2 separate regions of the Sus scrofa genome follow, and region 1 is linked to region 2. Evidence: chromatin contacts called from public Hi-C data. All regions are on one chromosome and are shown on one strand. Each heading gives the region's core, a stretch centred on a gene start, on an enhancer-like site or on the middle of the called end of the contact. The rest is flanking DNA. Distances are from core to core; before and after follow the strand shown.

Region 1 (2,700 bases), core at 106-2,605, 290 kb before region 2:
CTGGGAATGATCAGAATCTATTTGTCCCTTGGCAGAGAGGCATTAGATGTCACCCACTACTCCTCCCAATTGCCATCCCTTGAGTCCTCTTTCTCACCATTCCAGCTCAAGCTGAAGGAGGCTTGTTAAAGCCAGACACTCTTCATCCCAAGCCCGGAGCGGGTCAAGAAGCCTGGGGGACTGGGTGAATGACGAAGCCTCAGTTGTGAAACAACCATTTATTGAGGGGCCCTCTGAGGAGCCTAGAGCCTTCCAGAGATGGGAAGGGGCTCTCTGCTGACACCTCCACCCCCCAACCCAGGAAAAACGACGCAATGAATTTTCCAGCAAGATCAGCTCAAACTTGGCTTTGGAAGCACTGAAGCAGTTCTCTAGGTTCATAAACAGTCTGCTACCCCAGCCAGGGACAGACGCTTGCTTGGAGGAGGGAGCACAAGCAGAGGAGCAGAGTGACAGAGAGTATCAGGATGAGAGAGGGGCAGAGAGACCCAGAAAGATCCTGTCCCCCATGTCAAGTGACACAGAAGGGAAAAACAATTCTGGAGGTGGCCCTGAGAAATGCTCAAGGAAGGCAAAGTGGGGTTGGAGGGGGCTGTGATAAGGTGAAGAGGGGAAGGGCAGGAGAAAGATGGCGGGGGCTGGAGGGGGGAGGGGTGTGGTCACCAAGTGGCCAAGGTCCCTGCAGGGTGGAGGCAGACCCCACAGCACTCCCAGACTGGCAGAAGAGGTGAGTGTGGAAGAGGTGAGTGAAGAAGTGGGGGGAGATTTAGAATCTGTGCAGAGGTACCAGGAAAGAAGAGAGTGGGGTAGTGACAGGGCCCCATGTGGGGCCTCAGCGGTTATACGTGCCATGGTTGGCAGTGACAGCTGGGGGGGAGCACGGTCTTTGCACAGGGGGACGGTCTTTGGCAAGGGGGCTCCTACGGGGTCTTCTGCGGGCCTTGGGCCCCAACCTTGGACAGACAGGGGGAAGGGTTCGCTGTAGGGTAAACAGAGAGAAATGGGGGGGATAAGGGGAGGGGCCAAGCGGTGATGGACAGGGAGGGGGCTGGCAGCGCGGGGCCGCGATCGGGGTCACGGCCCGGGCACTCACCGCTCTCCTGCTCGCTGCCCTTCTTGGCGGCGGCGGCGTTGCCCATCGCGGCGGCGGCGGCCGGGGCCGGTCCCGGAGCTGCGGCGCGGCGGGTGCTGGAGGCGGCCCGCGGCCCCGGAGCGCGCTGGGCGGCGGCGGCGGCGGCGGCCCCTGGGGTTGGCTGCGCTGGCTGCGGCGCCGCGACCCCCGCCCAGCCCCTGCTTCCCGCGTCTCTCCGCGCCCGCCCGCCCGGGAACCTCAGCCCAAGTCCGCTGCTGCTGCTGTCCGTGACGCCCCCGCAGCCTGCCGCTCATTGGTCTAGGCCTCCCTGACTGACGGCGCTACGCCGCAGTCCATTGGTCCTCCGCAAACCTCCCGTGCTGCCATAGGATCCCGGCCCCTGACACGCCCCTAGAACGCCCGGCCACTCGCGCGCTTCTGAGGCCTCAGCCGGGCGGGCCGACGCGTCTGATTGGTCCAGCCTCCCGACAGGCTCTGGGGCCCGCCCAGCGAGGCAGTCAATTGGCCAAGGCTGGCTGTCCGGCAAACCCTCGGCCGAACGTTCAGTGTCAATCCCGAGGTGAGAGGGCGGGGCGGAGGCTCAGCCCGCCGCCCGGACCTGACGGGCGGGGCGGCAGGCTGAGCCTCGACCCACCGGGTGGGGGGGCGCGGAGGCTCATCCTGTTGCCTGGACCCGCCGGGCGGGGCGGCCGAGGCTGGCGGGCGGCCGCGCAGCGCTCGGAGCCCCAGGCGGCGGTCCAGGCGGGCGCTCGCCCAGCCCCGTATTCGCCGCAGTCCCCCGCCCCCGCTCAGTGCGGCAGCGGCTGCCGGCCAGCCGAGGTTGGCGCCGCGCCCCCCCCACCCCACCCCGCAACCCCGGCGCAGCCGCTGTCCACCTGCCAGCGGGGGAGGAGAGCAGCAGGCGCCGCGGGTCATAGGTCGCCCGGCCGCCGGCCGTCGTCATTCATAAGGCCTGGCGCAGGATAGCTGCAGGCCCCGGGGCCAGGCTGCGGTCCTCTTGGGTCTCTCTCAGCCACAGCCTGAGCTTCTGGAGGATGCTGGGCTGCAGGAGCAAGGGGATGTTGGGAGGGGGCGCTCACTAGCCATCCTTTTTTACTGGGTCCCCAACTTGGGCTCATGGCAGTGGTGAGCTAGCGCTCATTAAATACGTTATTTCGTACCACACTCCTATCACGTAGGCACTATGATCATCACTCCCATTTTACAGATGAGGAATGGGGCACAGCCAAGATGGGGATTCCCTCTGTCTAGGCAATGCAAAAGGAACGGCCCCTCCTGGAGCAGAGTAGCAAAATTGCCCCTTCCTTAGGGTGCCCTTTTAATATACTGAGGACAGTTTCCCACTGCCACATTTCTGACATTCAGGGCCGGACCAGTCTATGCTGGCGTGGGAGTGAGGAGTGGTCCTGTAGGGTGTTTAGCAGCATCCCCAGTCTGCCACCTGGATGTCAGTAGAACCTTCCTCTCCTCCACCAGCTGTGACAACAAAAGCCACCTCTAGACACTGTTCAGTGTGTCCTGGGGGGCAAAACTGCCCCCAGTTGAGAACCACTGATGTAGAGGAAGGCCCAAACGGGGTGACACAAGGGGCAGGAGATTGGATGAGC
Region 2 (2,700 bases), core at 7-2,506:
ACACTCACCTGCATTGCCGCCTCCCAGCGCGCGCCCTGCTTGGCCCTCGGCAAACTCTGGCCCGGGCCTCTCCAGCAGCACAGCCAGGGGGCGGGGCCTGTGCCCGCGTCCGGCCAATCAGGAGCGGCCGCTCGGCGTTCGCGGCCAATCGGCTCCACGCCCCCCGCTCCGGGTGGAACCGAAGGAAACATTCCAGAGGGATCCCTGAGCCTCGCCCGGCTCTTCACGACACCTCCCCCGCGCCACGGAGCATTGGATCTTCCCGCCCCTCCTAAGCCGCGGCGGGCTGTACCACCGCAAGGCTGCGGAGGGGGGAGCTGCGGCTGGGCCCCGGCCAATCTCAGAGAAGGAAGGAGGCCAGTGGCCAATGGAAAGCTGGGACTCCTGGACCACGTGCTGTTCGCTGAGTGTCCGGGTGGGGTGCTGTGGCTGGTAAGAAGCTGGGGGCTAGTCTTGGGAGTCAGGAGACCGAGACTGAGTTTCGCAGAGAGGATGAAAACTGCCGAAGTCCAGAAAACGGACCCGCTAGGAAATCCGGGAGGGAGCCAAGGGCAGCTTCAGATCCAGTCCTCCGCCCGGCCTGCCCCTGCCCCTGCGTGGCCATCCTCGGGGTGGATAAAAACACGCATTCATTCCGAGCGGGCAGGCGGGAGACTGAGATGAATAGGGAGGGTCCCGAGTGTCCCTGCATCTTGGATGGACAATGGACAAGGGCATTCATTCATTCATCCACTTATCAAATATTTAATGTGCCCCTGGTCCGTGCCAGTCTCTGTCCTATCTCTACAGACACACTGATGAGTAAGCTGAAAGAATGTGCTCCTGGTAGAAGGAACAGCGCGTGCAAAGACTTAGAGGGCGGACAGAAAGATACAGCACGCTTTAGGAGAGTACAGTACTGTAGGAGCTAGCAAAGCAGGGTGAAAGGGCAAGATGCCCTGTTCGCTCGTTGGTTGACCAGCGAATATTTATTGAGCACATACTATGTGCTGGATTACAAAGGGATACCCAGCCAACCCAAGCCTCTGTCCTCAGTTTCTTACATCTGACTGTTCTCCGCCTCCCTACCCCCACCTCCAGCCCCAGACTGGCACAGAGCAGGGTCTCCGTACATATGTGTAGGTAAAAGAACTGGGTAATCTCACCATCTCCAGGTTTGGCTTGTAACCAGGATTTCTCAGGCAGGAGCAGGTCCAAGAAACAAAGATACCAACACAACTTGCCCAGGCCAGGAAGCTCAGTTCCCAGGACAGGTGAGATTCCCTTGTTCCAGGAACAAGCCAGCCACTCAGGCAGCTGGGGCTGGACCGTAGTTCACTGTGTGTTCTGGGAATTGTAGTTCTTGGAGACCTAACTTCTCAACCCTCATTGAACGATTGGCTCTTTGCAGTTCCCTGGATGAGATGCTGAGCGTTCCAGCCCTGCTAGGGCCTGCAGAAGGACAAAGTAAAAAGGGAGCTTGAGCCCTGGACTTAGCTGCTGAGGTCTGCCCAGGCAGCCCCACCCAGCTGGCAAATACCGAGACTGCAGAGGCAACAGGGACAGCTAATGTCCTTCTCTTCCTGTTCTGCTGACCTCTGCCACGCCCACTGAGCGATCAGTTGCCTCTGGCTAGGCCTGTGCCCTCTCTGGGACTGTGTCCACTGCCCTGCTTATGCCTGGCATCTAAGCTGCTTCCTAAACACCTGGAGAGGACAGTATGTGGGCTGTGGGCACAGCAGAGTCCTGAGCGGAATCCACATGATTCTACCTGTTGATGAAGAAGTGCCCAGGGAGGGGTGAGGGCAGGGGCACAGAGCAACACGGGGCATCTCCTTCCTACTTTGTGGGACTTCAAAGTTTCTCCAAGGAAATAAAATTCAAAAAGCCTCCAGCCAAGATAAGAATTACCAAACCCTTATCATCCCACCTGTCTCACTGTAACTGTTACAATGTTCGTAAGGACCTCCCCACCCCAGCAACTTGGCCTACTTCTTGCTCCCTACTAGGAAAGGTATGTGGCCCACTCCTCACCTCTTCCCCTTGATCAACCTGGCCTACTCCTTCCTGCCCCCCACTAGAAAAGGTATGTAGCCCACTCCTTACCCCACCCCTTTAGGGGCAACATATGGCCCCAAACTACCAGCAGGTGTATCCAAAGACCCTGTCTTTCCCCAACCAACCAGCAAGTGTATCAGAAGACCTCATTCTTCTCCAACCAATCACTAGGTCCTCAGGTGTATGGCAAGACCGCTTCTTTGTCTTTGGGCTATAAAAACAGACACAACCATGCCCCCAGGGTCTGCTCTCCCTGAATATCAGGAAGTCGACCTGATGTGTTAACAGTGTCTCTTGCTTCAATATACTTGTCTTTTCTACACCTTGCTTTAAATTTAGAAAATTACTTTTCCACCCACGTGCAGAGACCACAACATACTTGATTTTATAGCTCAAGAAGCTAGGAGGCTCAGTGGGTGAGGAGGTCAGATTTGAGTGCTACCTCTGCCCCTTTTAGGGGGTGGGGGTGGGGAAATAATTCTGGAATGCCAACTAAGACATGAAAAAGCAAATGCTGTGTTTGAAAAAAATCACCATTTTGCAACAAACAGAGGAATGATTGATTCAGGCAATGCTTGTCGATGGAGAAGTGGGTATTCAGTCTCAAAGGACCAGCCCACAGATTACTTGTTAATTTCAGTGGCAAAAAGGTACCTTGGAAAA

Evidence for each region. A called contact is a pair of places that touch in the nucleus more often than the background predicts.
Region 1: a contact with region 2 is called in a Hi-C map of liver, with 6 times the contacts expected there. The contact joins the promoter of PRKACA here to the promoter of GIPC1 in region 2. A contact is called at or near these places in 1 of 5 promoter capture datasets (liver), 5 of 47 Hi-C or Micro-C datasets (blood, embryonic fibroblasts, heart right ventricle and 2 more) and 1 of 2 datasets of contacts at active chromatin or transcription factors (alveolar macrophages).

The regions. Positions count from the first base shown.
Region 1 is chr2:65,073,531-65,076,230 of Sscrofa11.1, reverse strand. PRKACA (cAMP-dependent protein kinase catalytic subunit alpha) reads right to left here and starts at 1,355. Exons shown (of 10, transcript XM_003123353.4): 1 at 1,094-1,355. The coding sequence starts at 1,139.
Region 2 is chr2:64,779,003-64,781,702 of Sscrofa11.1, reverse strand. GIPC1 (PDZ domain-containing protein GIPC1) reads right to left here and starts at 1,256. Exons shown (of 9, transcript XM_021083696.1): 1 at 1,146-1,256.